Linked DNA regions of Zea mays: region 2 is linked to region 1. Evidence: chromatin contacts called from public Hi-C data. All regions are on one chromosome and are shown on one strand. The core of a region is the stretch at or near the end of the contact, and the rest is flanking DNA. Distances in the headings are between cores, read along the strand shown.

What was found. A called contact is a pair of places that touch in the nucleus more often than the background predicts.
Region 2: a Hi-C map of ear shows a contact between it and region 1, with 2.2 times the contacts expected there. The contact joins two enhancer-like sites. A contact is called at or near these places in 2 of 25 Hi-C or Micro-C datasets (bundle sheath and ear).

The regions. Positions count from the first base shown.
Region 1 is chr1:292,763,065-292,770,654 of Zm-B73-REFERENCE-NAM-5.0, forward strand. LOC103644146 (nuclear pore complex protein NUP1-like) reads left to right here. Exons shown (of 16, transcript XM_008667343.4): 9 at 54-1,877; 10 at 4,843-5,444; 11 at 6,308-6,451; 12 at 6,579-6,731; 13 at 6,831-6,946; 14 at 7,145-7,312; 15 at 7,401-7,590. Among protein-coding and RNA genes, the nearest start is that of LOC100191430, 7.8 kb to the right of the region's middle. Within about 2 kb of position 2,602, at least 19 of the 20 cell types and tissues checked have an H3K27ac peak or open chromatin away from gene starts, as enhancers often do. A contact at or near this core is called in ear, where this site is marked.
Region 2 is chr1:293,176,091-293,183,680 of Zm-B73-REFERENCE-NAM-5.0, forward strand. LOC103644152 (a long non-coding RNA gene) reads left to right here. Exons shown (of 3, transcript XR_002749710.2): 3 at 1-357. Among protein-coding and RNA genes, the nearest start is that of LOC103644152, 9.7 kb to the left of the region's middle. Within about 2 kb of position 2,676, at least 12 of the 20 cell types and tissues checked have an H3K27ac peak or open chromatin away from gene starts, as enhancers often do. A contact at or near this core is called in ear, where this site is marked.

The DNA of each region.
Region 1 (7,590 bases), core at 1,352-3,851:
TGTTTTCAATGTTTTTCAAGTCTGCTAATCTGTTTTGCTTTTTATTTTTCCAGTGTCACCAAGCCCACAACATTAGCCAGCACTAGTTCAGAGAGAGGTGATAAAACAGAAAAAGCAGAAGATGTAGCCAACCCATCTGAGAAGGTGTTGCCTTCAGCTGCATCAACAACACTGAATGCACCTCTCCATTTTACATCTGTGGCATCTACTTCGAGCCTGAGCAATGGCTTGTCATACTCACCACCAAAGCTCACAACTCCTCCACCTACTGATAAACCTGCTATCAGCTCAGCTGTTTCCACTTCCATATTTGCCGTATCCAGTAGCAGTCCAGCTATTTCATCGTCTCCTGCATTTACGGGATTTAGTTTTTCTTCCAGTGCTCCGGTTGGATTGTCATTGGTAACATCAGCTAAATCTGATGGCACAACTGCTGAAAATAAGGCAGCTAGCACCTTATCATTTGGTATAGGGGGTACAAAAGCTGAAGTGAAATCTGTTGCACCAGATGCAAGCAGCAAGGCATCATCGGAACTTTTTATTTCACCTGTGTCATCAAGTATTGCAAGCTTTTCAAGTTCCCCCGCCACATCTACGCCTACTTTCACCGCAGTTGCACCTTCAAGTGATGCTGCTGGAATATCTGTGGCTGCACCATCTAGTACTTCCACTGCACCAGGTTTACAGTCTGCTTCAACCCCTTCATTTACATTTCCGAGCTCTGGAAACAACCTTTTTGGGTTCAGCTCCCCAGCCCAATCTACTGGCCTCAGTACATCGTCACTTGCTGGTAGTACCTCTCAACCACCAGCTGCTAGCACACTCTTTGGTAGTAAGCCGACGCAGTCAGACGGAACAATACAACAAACATCCCAGAGTTCAAAACCACAATCTGGCTCACCATTCCCGGTCATGACTCCTGGAGTTGGAGCATCCTCGTCTGGACCTGGGACGCTATCTTTTGGACTTGGAGCTTCCTCAACTGGTTCAGGCACTGCATCTTTTGGTGTCGGAGCTTCATCTTCCGCACCTGGAACTTTATCAACTTTTGGTGCAGCAGCTCACTCTTCTGGACCTGGAGTTTTCTCTTTTGGGGCAGGAACTTCCTCATCAGGACCTAGCACTGCCTCTTTTGGTGCAGCAACTTCCACATCAGGGACTGGATTTGGCAATTCACCATTTGGAACTGGAGCTACTTTTGCGAATCCATTTAGCTCTAGTTCAAGCACTGGGTTCACATTTTCTTCACCTAGCTCTTCTGCTGGTGCATCAACAGCGGCCAGTACGAGTGTATTTGCCAGCACCTCTACAGCTTCTTCAGCCTCAGCTTTTAGCAACCCTTTTGGCTCAAGTTCATCCCCACCCAGCACATTTACATTTGGGCAATCAGGTTCTTCAGGCAACACTTTTGCATTTGGAGCGCAGCCAGCTCCAACGTTCCCATCTCAACCATCACTTTTCTCATTTAGTTCAGCCAACACTAGCATGAATTCGTCTCCACAGCCTGCATTTGGAATGATAAATACCAACACAGCCTTCAGCATGGCTTCCCCCGGAAATGATCAGATGAACGAAGACAGCATGGCAGATGACACTAGTCAGGCAGCACCTGCGCCAGCGCCAGTATTTGGTTCATCATTTGGACAGCAGAACAACTCATCTGCTGCCCCGGTATTTGGTGCTCCCGCGGTCCAGCCAGGTGGTGTTTTTCAGTTCGGGGGCCAACAAGGTTCAGCACAGCAGAACCCGTCCTTCCCAGCTGTTGGCAGTCTAGAGTTTCAGGGTGGGAACTTTTCGTTGGGCAGCGGGGGTGGTGGCGGTGACAAGTCGAACCGAAGAGTGATCAAGGTCAAAAGGACACCAAAGAAGAGATAAGGGTGCGCCCTCTGTTGGAATCTTCCTTTGATGGTGTCATTTGTGATTGGATCGCACTGCTTGGGAACGAAGTCAAGTACGACGAGGTTTTATGGCCACGCAGATTTCCCTGCAGCAGGGCGATAGCGCTATATATCTCATGGCTGGCTTGTAAACGCATCCACCAAGGTCAGTGTAGTCTCCTGTGCACTCAATTCATTTCCTCATCGGGGCCGGCGGCCTGCATGTTGTGTAATATGCCTGTGCTCATGGGGTGTAAAATAGAACAAAAAAGTGTTGTAATTTTTGTTTTCTTGCCTCCAAATGCCGACTTGATTTCTTATCTGTGGTTTGGCTACGGTATATTTGTATCGGAGTGTAACGCACTGTTGTATTTTTGTTTTTGGGTTTATTACATTCAACAAGGTCAGAACTGTATCGTAGAATACCTGTCCATACTTAATCCTGCCTACGCATTGATTGTTTACTCGTCGTCCGTGAGCTGTTGCGTGCTCGTGCCACGCTGTGTTGTCCTTGTCGCAGCAGAATATTTCCCTTCCCGTGTGCTTGACCAGTTCTTCCTGAAAGCTGCCACTCGGCACCTACGCTTAGTCTGTAATCGGGCAGGCACCTAGTTTGGAATTTTTAGTCCGGTACGGCTGAAACTGGGATGGTACTGGCCACCTGCCGCGGCTGGGAGATCCGGATGCACATTGGCACCCGGAGCCGGTGGTACGGTGACGCGCCGTGGACTTTGCACAACGGAGCGGCACGACCCGGTTGGTCGTGCACCCACGCGCAAGGCGCTCTCTCGCATCCACACCCCCCCCCCCCCCCCCCCCCCCCCCCCCCCCCGTCCGTCTTCGTAGTTCGTGGAGAGTCGCACGCGGCCAGTTGTTCGCGTTTGTTACTATTCTTTGGTCAGTGCCCCATCTATCCATCTTGAGGCATCGACAGGCGACGGCGGCACATCGGCAACAACAGTAGTTGCACGGTCAGACCCTCGGTAGGTACGTCTGACAGTCTAATCATCCTGTATTACTGATTGCTTATTGTCTATGACATATGAATGAACTTTTTAATTTGAGGAAAAGGAAAACTTTTATTTGCCGCTAATCTATATATATATAGTTGGATTACATTTTACAAACTAGTCTATAAAACAGAATTACATTTTATAAACTTTATTGTGGATAGTTGGATGCTCGAAGCCTAAAGAATGTGGTGAGTATCTGTTAATATATGTCCAACGTTTATCTGATCCATTTTAATACTAATTGTTATCAGAATCAGTAAGGAAAAATAAAGTAAATCAATCAACAAATCATAGTGCATGACACATAAATTTACGTGGAAAACCCTTCAATGCGAAGAGAAAAATCATGGGCGGTAGACAGACAAAACCTTCACTAGGAGTAAATTATGACTAGGCTCTGGCCCAAGCCTTCCGACGACATGCCTCCATATATAAAATTTGGATCACAAAAACAACACTAACTATATCTAGTTATGTATATGTATATGTTACTCTTATTTTTGGTATGGTATGTGCAGAAATCGAGGTTTTGGATTTTGAAAAGAATGTTGTGCGGCAAACTTGCTGTGAACTCATCTTATTTTCCACATAACAGATTAACAGGTAGTTAACCAGTTATAGAAAGAGATATGAGACAGTTTATCTGTTGGTAAAATAAAATACTATATATTCCTATATGTTGCAGATCTGTTAAAACATGAAGATGAGTTGATATATTGCCTTTTTTTTTGTTAGAAACATGCATAAAAAGGTGATTTCTTCTCTATCTCCTTCTGCTATCGTGTGTATATAATCTTTTAATTCTACAATAAATAAGGTAGATCCGTATATTTATTGACGTTAACATGTTCTACTCATCTTAATTCGATAATAAGTAAACTATATTAACAATACACTTATAGCGGATTTTTTTAATAGACCATCATATCAACAAATTCTGACTAGGCCGCTGTCCCTCGCCGCCCCCCGCTTCGCGCCCTCTTCCTGGTAGCTCCTGCCTCCTGCACCACGTACCGAGGGATCACGCGTTTCCTGAACCTCAGCTCCTGCCCTTTTGTTGCCGCCCTTTCCCCTCTTCAATGTTCTTGTCATTTCTTCTTCTAGATAAGCTGCATATCCTATCGTGGTCGTGGTCGAGCTGTTGTCCCCTTGCTTGTGAACCTTCGGCCCTCTTTGGAGGTGGTCTTCCTACCCCTCAATTTGCCTTGAGCAATTTGGTTTCTAGCGTCTGTGGGTGCTCTCCTTTGACTGCTTCTTCCTCCACCTGCTGCGCCGGCAAGACGACGAGGTCCAAAATCTCGGTGGCCGTGCTGTCACTCTCGCCGCTTCGTTATTCTTGATGCGCAGGCACAGCTGCTGTCCCAAGGCGTCCGATTTCCGCATTGCGTGCTCCGGGATACACCTCTTCTCGCGTTGACTTCGACGCGCACTCGAGGCGATCGGGGCACTTGTTTCCATCTTTGATCTCCGCTTTCCATAGCTTCCCGCGCGATCTATCCGATCTCCTGCCCAAAGGGAGCCCCGTTCCCGGATGCTGGAGGAAGGGGCACACATATACCCGCGACGTGATCTGAGCCGGCACGGAGCTCCAGGAGTCGAGGGCTGTGTTCTTGGATCCGATAAAGGTTCCGGCCACTCGTGTTCGCCCCGCCGCACGCCGCGATGGGGAACACGTGCGTCGGACCCAGCATCACCAAGAACGGCTTCTTCCAGTCCGTCTCCACGGTGCTGTGGAAGACGTCGCAGGACGGCGACGCGCTGCCCGCCGCCGGCTCTGATGCCAATGGCCCCGGCCGGTCGCAGTCGACGCCGCCGCCGGCACTGCCGAAGCCGGCGTCCGACGTGCACGTCGCCGTGCAGAGCAAGGCCCCTGAGCCCGTCAAGATCGCCGCCTCCCACTCGGAGCCGGCGCCCAAGGCCGCCGCCCCCGTCGCCGCCAACGCCAGCCCCAGCTCCAGCCCCAACTCGTCTGCCGAGGCGCTGCCCACCAGGCCGCGTCCCAAGGCGCCGCCGGTGAAGCGCGTGTCCAGCGCCGGGCTGCTGGTCGGCTCGGTGCTCAAGCGCAGGACGGAGAACCTTAAGGACAAGTACAGCCTGGGGCGGCGCCTCGGGCAGGGCCAGTTCGGCACCACGTACCTGTGCGTGGAGCGGGCCACGGGCAAGGAGTTCGCGTGCAAGTCCATCCTGAAGCGCAAGCTCGTCACCGACGACGACGTGGAGGACGTCCGCCGGGAGATCCAGATAATGCACCACCTGGCGGGCCACCCCAACGTGATCTCCATCCGCGGCGCCTACGAGGACGCCGTCGCCGTGCACCTCGTCATGGAGCTCTGCGGCGGCGGCGAGCTGTTCGACAGGATCGTGCAGAAGGGCCACTACACCGAGAGGAAGGCCGCCGAGCTCGCCAGGGTCATCGTCGGCGTCGTCGAGGCGTGCCACTCCATGGGCGTCATGCACCGGGACCTCAAGCCGGAGAACTTCCTCTTCGCTGACCAGAAGGAGGAGGCCGCTCTCAAGACCATCGATTTTGGTCTCTCCATTTTCTTTCACCCTGGTGAGTTTCATTCATTCAAAAAAATAAAAAAAAATCCTTACATATCGACGCGAATTTGTATTTTTGTACCTCGTCCCCCCCCCCCCCTTTGACCTGATCCAGATTTATTATGTTCTCTCATCGCATCAACGTTTGGTCAACAATATCAGCATTATGTGATGCAATGCAATGCTTCTCAGTATCTGCCAAAGCAGTTACTATTCAGTGATCTATCTACATGTTTGAATTGCCAGTGCTGTTTGATAACCCTGTTTCAGTAAGTTACAGATAAAATGGCATCTGCTACTCAATTTACCGATTAGATCTTCACCAGAATTAGAATACAGAGGATTTTGCCATTCATTAGCAGTGATAGCCTGATAGGTGGTTAGTAGAGATGAAAATGGGTATCGGAATAAAAGCAGATATGTATAAAATTCGATGCTAACCTTTTTTTTTGTTAGCAGACACATTTTTATAAGTAAGAATAAAATATTGTATAGATTTTTTATACATTATTTGCTTATTAAAACAAAAAATTGAAAAAATATCCGTATTCGTATCTAAATTATATATCTATTATTAACTTTTATGAATATTTACAAACTTAATGTTAAAAATAAGAATATGAATTTGCATAACCGATCCTATATCCTATTTATGCATAGTCAAACAAAAAAGACCACAAAACTGGTATACGAATACGTATTCGTCTTCATCCTTAGTGGTTAGTTGATACTACACTATGTTTTTATCCCCTGAAGTACTGGCGAAAGTCTGATCCTTGCCAGTAAATGCCAACAGTTGAGACATGCAGCTGCATACCTTCACTTGTCTGCAACTCTGCATTCCATCCTTGTGATCATCCATTCATCCTACTTCAGGTCAAATATTCACCGACGTGGTGGGTAGCCCTTACTACGTGGCACCAGAGGTGCTGAAGAAGAAGTACGGTCCAGAGGCAGACGTCTGGAGCGCCGGTGTGATCATCTACATCCTGCTGTCCGGAGTGCCGCCATTCTGGGCAGGTGAAGTGTGGCACACCTTTAAGCAGTGCATTGATCGACGAGACTGATACGGCATTATCATGTAAAATTCCACGGCCGATCTCTTGTACTGACCACGCACTCGCTTCTTCACTTGTTCGTGGAGCAGAGAACGAGCAGGGCATATTCGAAGAGGTTTTGCACGGGAGGCTCGACTTCGAGTCGGAGCCATGGCCCAGCGTCTCCGAAGGCGCCAAGGATCTTGTGAGGAGAATGCTCATCAGGGACCCGAGGAAGAGACTGACCGCCCATGAAGTTCTACGTGAGTTCCCTAACTTACTTATCATCAGTCACATTGCTTCCCAATTTCTGCCTGTGTTTTTTTGTTTCACTGAAGCTGTTGTTTGTTATCCTCTTCTAGGGCATCCTTGGGTCCAGGTTGGTGGTTTGGCTCCTGACAAGCCGCTGGACTCGGCTGTTCTTTCTCGCATGAAGCAGTTCTCGGCCATGAACAAGCTGAAAAAGATGGCTCTCAGGGTAAGTCGTCACCATGCGCCCAGTGAATAGCTGCTGGATGGCCGCCATTTGGCTGATGCAGCCAGGACGCGTTACAGATTCATGCAAAAAATGAAAAAGAAAGGATGAACTGAACGCTGTTCCTGCAGGAGAATCCAGCCGCTCAAAACCGGCCGCTCTGTCCTGATGATGTATGGCTTGCCTGGTGCTTGTTTGTAGGTGATCGCCGAGAACCTGTCCGAGGACGAGATCGCGGGGCTGAAGGAGATGTTCAAGATGATCGACGCGGACAACAGCGGGCAGATCACGTTCGAGGAGCTCAAGGTGGGGCTGAAGAAGGTGGGCGCCAACCTCCAGGAGTCGGAGATCTACGCGCTGATGCAAGCTGTAAGAGACGATCGATCCACCTCCGTGCGCGTGTGTGTGTTTTTTTTTGAGAAGCCACAGAACTCCCCGCTGAAAGAGCGACGCGCAGGCGGACGTGGACAACAACGGCACGATCGACTACGGCGAGTTCATCGCGGCCACGCTGCACCTGAACAAGGTGGAGCGGGAGGACCACCTGTTCGCGGCGTTCCAGTACTTCGACAAGGACGGCAGCGGATACATCACCGCCGACGAGCTGCAGGTGGCGTGCGAGGAGTTCGGCCTGGGCGACGTCCAGC
Region 2 (7,590 bases), core at 1,426-3,925, 410 kb after region 1:
TCGGTGGCCGGGTTGTACTTGGAGATAAGGACCACGCACGCACCGCAGCCACCTGCCGCATTAGGAAATTGCGAGCACACAACAGGTTATTCCTCCAGTCTCAAAAAATAACTGCGCATCTGTTATCAACATTTATATCTCTAGTATGTTTATTATAGAGAATATATTTTATTATGAGGAAGTTTATCGTGCTTAATGTAATTATACTTATTGTGCATCATAAATGTTAAGCTCGCCTCTTAAAAAACGAGGCGTGGAGTTATTTCTTGATGGATGCTGAACACGTATATAAGACTACAGAAGGACTATCTTATCATTTCATTGAGATAAAAATGCAAAGGATGTTGTTATTTTCCATTTCAAAATTTGCAGTAGGTTAGCGTAATTGTGCCGTGCAAATTGCACATCGTTGCTTCTTTCAATTGAAAAGAAAAGGAGAGGAGTTTCCAAGGCTAATCAATCTACCTTTGGTATTAGCTTCTTGTGTATGAGATACGCAATACAACATATACATGCGCCTGTTAATTTACATGCCCATCGAGAAGAGCAGGGAGGAGTACTTCATCTCAGAATGAGCTCTATGAGATGAATGCGAGCCGCCAAGCGGTGGCTGGCTTGCACACATCAGACTAAACAAGTCCTTTGTCTGTCGAATAAACCGGAGAAGCGTTTTGTGCAAGGGAAAAAGGCATCTAATACGCTTGATGGGGGGAAAAAAGTTGCACTTTTGCCATTTTTCCATTGAAATATCTCCTCTGGCTTTCATTTCCTATGTACGGTTTACTGCTTTCGTTGGGTTGTTGACATTTCCGTGAGATGGTGGCGCGCCAAAATGACGAGAAGGAGCAAGGAAACTGGACAAAGGAGCTGTACTTGAAACCGATGGAGACTTGATTGAAACGAACGAGGCAGCGCCTGCCTTTGTTCGGTTGCTTCAAGAAGGGGACAAAACGGAGCATGCTGATGATGATTTAGGTTACACCGATCTACATGGCCGGTAGACGGAACTAGTAAGTATGGCAACCGGAAATTCTCCGTTGGACAATAGCTTTCATCTCTGTCCTCGCGACGAAAACATTTGCTCAAGGAGATTCTTACAAACGTTTGCTGGGACGTTTCTTTCTCATCCCCGTTTTCCACAGAGGTAAATCCCTGACAGAGATCCCAACCTCGCTTATATTATAACTAAGATGTATGTTCTTTGTTAATAAATAATAATGTAAAACATTGTCATTTATAAATATTGCTAGATATAAAAAATCATTATATGCACATCAAAATAAACACATTTGTACAATAAGTGATCTTTTACAAGATAATTATTTATTTTTATCATTAAGTATCACACGAAAACATGTCACGTGTAAGTTTAACGGGTCCTCGTGGGAAACGGAGATAGAGAATGCTTACCTATCTCCATTTACTCGTCGGAGAAGAATTTTTCCGTTTACATCCTCATAGAGGAGAAACTTCCTCATTCCCCTAATAGAGGAATTCTCCGCGGGAAATCGAGGATCGGGCATTGTCTCTAGAAGTTAACCTTGTTTACTGAAGGTGTTTAGGGATCAGGGTAATATGTTGCACCCTCAAGTTATAGGGTTAAAACAACTCCAATAAGTCCAAAAAAATATAATTTTCAAAACATAAAAAATAGGATATCTTTAAAATATTAAATCAAAAATAGGTAATACTCCAATAGCTACCAATAGTTTCTCTAAAACCCTTTTGAATGTGGGCCCTCTCTCGAGTTTTTTTGGTCCAGGTCATTGCATTATGGCGAGGCCTTCTCTCTTGAGTCCTAATGCTGCCAAGGAAAAAGGTGCAGCTTTGCGTCATACTTAGGTGTTGTTTGATTCACATAATTGTAACGTGATGGATAACAGATAACGTTAAATCATGTTTTTTAAGTTCAACGTAATCAGATAACACACTAAAAACGAATATCAGTCTATTCAAACTTATTATTGTTAGCACTCGAATGTGATCATTACTACCATTGTCATTTACATTACATTTTGTAAACCAAACATTAACTTAAGGTGCGTTTGGTTGGAGAGTCCATTAGAATGGAGCGGTTCCGTTCTAGTTTTTTTAGAATGGAGTCGTTCTATTCTTTGTTTGACAAGTAAAACATAGTCACTCTATTTTTTGTTTGGTTGAAGAGTAGAATAGAGCGGAGCCGCTCTGTTCTTTGTTTGGTTGGAGAGTCATATGAGTGTAGAGGAGAGAAGAGTAAGAAGAGCGCTCGTATCCGACCATTTTGGTGGAGCGGAAGCACTTCAACTATTTTTAGTAAATTTCTATATGAAAACTACAGGCACCGCTCCGCTCCTATTTTGTTAGAAACTAAACATAAAAAAACTAGAATAAAACCGCTCCATTCTGCTCGACTCCTCGAACAAAGGCATAAATGTATATCAACCTGGTCGTCATTTGCCCGCTCGTACCTTCGCCGCAGCCGAGCTTGGGGCCCCTAACGGGCGTCTGGGTGCGCAGGAACTCCAGCAGCGTCGTCGACGGATCCACACCGGTGGCCTCGTAACGCTGCCCGTTCACGGCCACCACCACCGCGGCCGGCGCCTTCCCCATCTCCGCGCGCGGCCACCCCCCACCCGCCAGTCCTAGTGCAGTAGTGCACGACGGAGCTGCTGTGCTCTGCCTCTGCTGACTGCTATCGTGGGACGTGGCACTGTATGCCTTACTTGTATATGTAGCACGGGAGTGGGAGTTTCCTGGATGCACCGCTGGTGATGCACGCGCTGACGCCGCCGCCGCCGCCCGGTATTGTAGTATTTGTGCCTGCGACAGCAAGAGCGAAATAATGACGCTGAGAAGAAAGGACTTGTCTATCCATCCAGCGCACTAAGGCTATAGATGTCCAAACGGGCCACCCGGCACGGACCCGGCCCGAACCCGTTTCGGCCCGGTACGAATAGGGCCGGGCCAGGCGTGGCCTGTTGATGCTTCGGGCCGGGTCGGGCTGGCCCACGTGCCTAGGGACATGCCCAAACCCGACACGCACAGGGAAAAATCGTGCCGGGTCGGCCCGTTGGCCCGGTGGGCCTCAACGGACCGGGCCGGGCACTCGCCCGAACCAACAGTAAAGCGGTATATAAATACATATATTTAACAGAATTAATCATATATAATATGCAAAATATTTACGTATCCATTTTATATTTATGTATGCATTTTATATATGTTTGGCCGCGTATTTAGTATTTACATATTATGAGAGAATTAAATGTATTTACATATTTAGTATTTACATAAATATGTGGGCCGCCGTCGGGCCGACCCATTTATCGGGCCGGGCCGGGCCAAAGCACGCGGGCCGCCGTATCTGCCCATACTCGGCCCGCTAAACGGGCCGTGCCGGCCCGGGCCCGTAACCGACCGTGCCGGGTCGTGTTTGGACCGGGCTAAATTCGTGTCGTGCCACGGGCCAAACGGGCGGCCCGCACTGTTTGGACATCTATAACTAAGGCTGAGTCCAGTGCACAGCCTCCCTCTCGCCCCTGCCACGTCAGCTCTCGCCTCCACTCTCGCCTCTGCTGCTCCAGTGCACAGGCTGCAGCAGGCTACAGCTTCAGGCTATAGCCACATCAGCTTTTCTATTTCAGAATTAAGTAATTCACGCGGATTTATTTCAACGCTCAGAAAACACACAACATAATATTTTTTATTGAATTAAAAATTACAAATTGCGTAATAATTAAAATAAAATTACAACGCTTGGGCCGGCTCGACGACTCTTCATTGAGGTTGAGCATAGCCTCCTCCATGGCTGCTTGCAATGTATTGCACATTACCCCTTCAGCTCCTTCACTTGAGTTTGTGCTCGAGGAAGACATGACGTGAAGATGAGTAGAAAAGGCGAGTTTGGAAGAGAGAAATGAGATGAAATGGTGTGTGGAATGAGCTCCACCCGGGTAGGGATATATATAGAGGGATTGGGGATGAAATTTGTGATTTTTTGCAATTTTTTCGAATTTTTTGGACTCCAAACGGTCAAAAACGGCTAGTTGTAACGGCTAGCACACGTGGACCAATCAGATCGCGACACGTGGACCAGTCAGATCGCGCCACGTCGCTCTCGCCCCGCCAGTGCCTCGCCTCGCTCTCGCCTCCCTCTCGCCCGCCTCTCGCCCGGGCGGGCGCTCCAGCGCGGGCGCGAGCGCCGTCGCCCGGCGACCCTCTCTCGCCCGCCTCTCGCCCACGCGCGGGCGGTAGCGGCTCTCTCTCGCCCGCGCTACCGCCCGCGTTGCCACCAGTCTAACAGTAGTTTTTCTTGTAGAAGAAAGGACGATGAAGAAGGTTCCGTTTAGCAAAAGAAAATCATGTGAGGGTTAGTCTAGGAACCGTATTTTTCTAGGAGATTAAGAAATAGTTTATTTTTTATAGAAAAATAGAAATTCTTTAAAAAATGTAAAATAGTGTTTATAAACTAGCCCTAAGTTTATAGAGAAAACTGTGACAAATAAAATCAGCTAAATTTGGACTCTCAGCTTATAACATGTTACATTATCTAAAATTAAAGTGGGCTATGCAGTTGGAGAAATTAATTCTTATTATAAAGGGTCTTTGTGTAATGGTTCCAGGACTACAAAATTTAAAAATAATGAGTTTAAAGACCCTCTCGTCTCTCTTCAATTTATGTAAATTGTAGCGCATGTAATTTAGAGTAAAGAAAAACAGTAGTAACAACAATCATACATGTGGATGGACATAGACGTTAAATGTTGTTCGTTGGGTTTTAACACCTGGGCCCAAACACTCAGGTGCGGGTAGGGTAATTGTGCTCAACAAAATGGGAAGTTGGGTGCTCAAATGTTTTGTGAAGTGTGTTCTGTCCAAGAGCCGGACGAGGGTATTTATAGGTAAACAAGACGCTACGATCTAATGTATATTCGTACCCTTGTTACCTACTACATTCTCATAATATATTATATAACGGGGTAACTACGGAACAGTGCCACCCTAGAACTAGCTAGTTACATCAAACACTGTAGCAATAGATGAGGTCGACATGTAGGCATGCGTTGCTTGCTGGGACCCACTGACCCTCCGTTTTTCGTGGTTAATCTACCTGGTCCTAAGTCCCGAAGTCCTTCGTGTTGAGGTCTTCGTCTTCGCCTGTCGGTCCATCCTCTAGTCTGGCGTAGAGGAACGATCTCCTTCGCAGCACCCAGGTCTTCGCCAGGGTAACCACCGGGAGCAAAGCCCTTGAGGTCTTCAACCTCTTGGACCAAAAAACCCCGCTTTGATTCAGACCCGTTGCCGATAGATCCCAAATGGCATCTTCGAACCCTTCGTGTCATGCTAGGGCGACTTCTCGTGCACAACAAAGTCATCGCCATTCGAATCTTCATGTTGAGACGATTTTATGCGTTCGCAGACAAGGTTTGTTGAGGTTGGAGACGGATGACCGAGGTCTGGTTCGACCATGTTCCCAGCATTTCCCATGAAGTGGATTGTAGTCTAACAGCACATATGCTATGTATATATGGGCACTAGATCATCCAGGACATGCACAAGAGCGACAATAGTTTTTACTAAAGAAATGAGAGTAGAATAGTTCCTTTATGATAGGAGAACAAGAAAGTAAGAAAGAAGAGGGGAGAGAAAAACATTTGAAGATGCAAGAAGCGAACATGACACAAAGTGGGTTTGTGTTGTTTAACACATGAATGGTTTATTTGTGCAACAAATATGATACATATTTATTTTGGTTAAATCAATTTGTGCTAATACGATTTTTTAAGTTTCCATGAATTTTTTAGCTTACCTTTGGTACCCGATCCAATTTTTAGCACTACCAATTTGCAATAATAACTATGTTATTTTCTGTTTTCTTGTATATGACATGAAAGGATATATATGCAATATTAAGTATATTCTATTGCATATGAAAGAATGTCTAATGTTTGTTTCCATGAACCTTATGTTTTATGTTAGAAAGGTGTATCTTGCTTGATGTGATATATTTAATGTAATATTAATTTTAATCAAGCAAATGATGTGACAATAATATATATTTTGGGTATCCCGATCAAGTTCAAGAAGATACATATGGAATGGGCTCATGGGATCGGTAGAAAACCCATGGAGTCAGAAGCAACGACCAGAAGGAAGGCCTATCAGCAGGGGGTTCCAGAAGGTTAAACATGACAGAGATCTTAAGAGATCTTATCTAGATCAAGTTGTACTCATCTCATGGTGGATAATGGTAATACAGTAGTAAATAAAAACCAAGGAACAAAGGAAAGAAGATGAAGAATCCACTTTATGTTAGTGAGGGACAAATTCATAAGAAATTAAGATGCCATTTTTGCAAGAAAATTGGCCATTTCAAGAAGGATTGCTTGAACAGGAAGAAATGGTTCAAAAAGAAACATATACATCATTATGTTTTTGTGTGCTTAGAATCAAATTTTGTTGAAGTTTATGGTAATACCTTACGGTTATTTTGTGGTGCTACTAATGTTTCACATATTACATAGGGATTTCTTCTGACCCAACCCATAAGCGGGTGTAACCAGTTCTTGTACATGGGAAATAAAATGAAGGCATGAATTGAACAGATCGAGACATCGAATAATCCTCGAGACCGGTCTGAATGTAGACTTGAAAGCGTGTCTTTGTGTTCTTGAATGTTCTAGAAATCTTATATCTACAAGCTAGTTGTATGTAATAAGCTTAAAGTTCATGGTTGGTCATGGTATGTTTCAGTTATATAAGAACAAATACTAGTATGGTTCTATTATTTTAATTTGATGGTTTATATCATTTCAATCTTGAAGGGGTTTTCTAAATCCCTATTTAATGTTGAGCATGTTGTTGGAAATAAATGTAGTACGCATAATGAGTGATCTGCTTTCTTATGGCATAAGAGACTGTGTCACATCGAAAGAAAGGGTTATGAGGCTAGTGAAATATATATACTTTCTCGGTTGGATTTCTTTGACAAAAAAGTATGTGTGTATTGCATTAAGGGCAAGCAAACCTCACACATATCAAATCATCCTGCTAAAAAGAGTACTAGGCTATTATAGTTGAGACACACTTATATAAGCGGTCTATTTGATGCTCCTTCTTAGGGTGGTGAAAAATATTTCATTCTTTTTATTGATGGTTACTCATATTATTGTTATCTCTACTAGTTGCATGAAAAGTATCAAGCACTAAGCATCTTAGAAGTGTTTGTGAATGAGGTGGAAAGGCAACTTGATAGAAAAGTAAAGGTGGTGAAATCTAATGGAGGGGGTAAATACTTTGGGAAGTATGATAAAGTGGTCAATATCCAAGTCCATATGCAAAGTTTCTTGAAAGTTATGGCATCTGTGCACATGCAGTGCCCAGCATAGCTCATCAAAACAGGGGTGGCTACCAGACATAACGGTACTCTCAAAGAAATGATTAGAAACATGTTAAGTCTTTGTGGATGCATGCTTTAAGGCCATTGTGTACTTGCTTAATAGAGTTTCTAGTAAGACAGTACCTCAGACCTCTTATAAACTATGAACATGAAAAAAAACTACTCTAAGGCCCTGTTTGGATCCACTAAAAGTAATAATTAGCTGCTAAAAT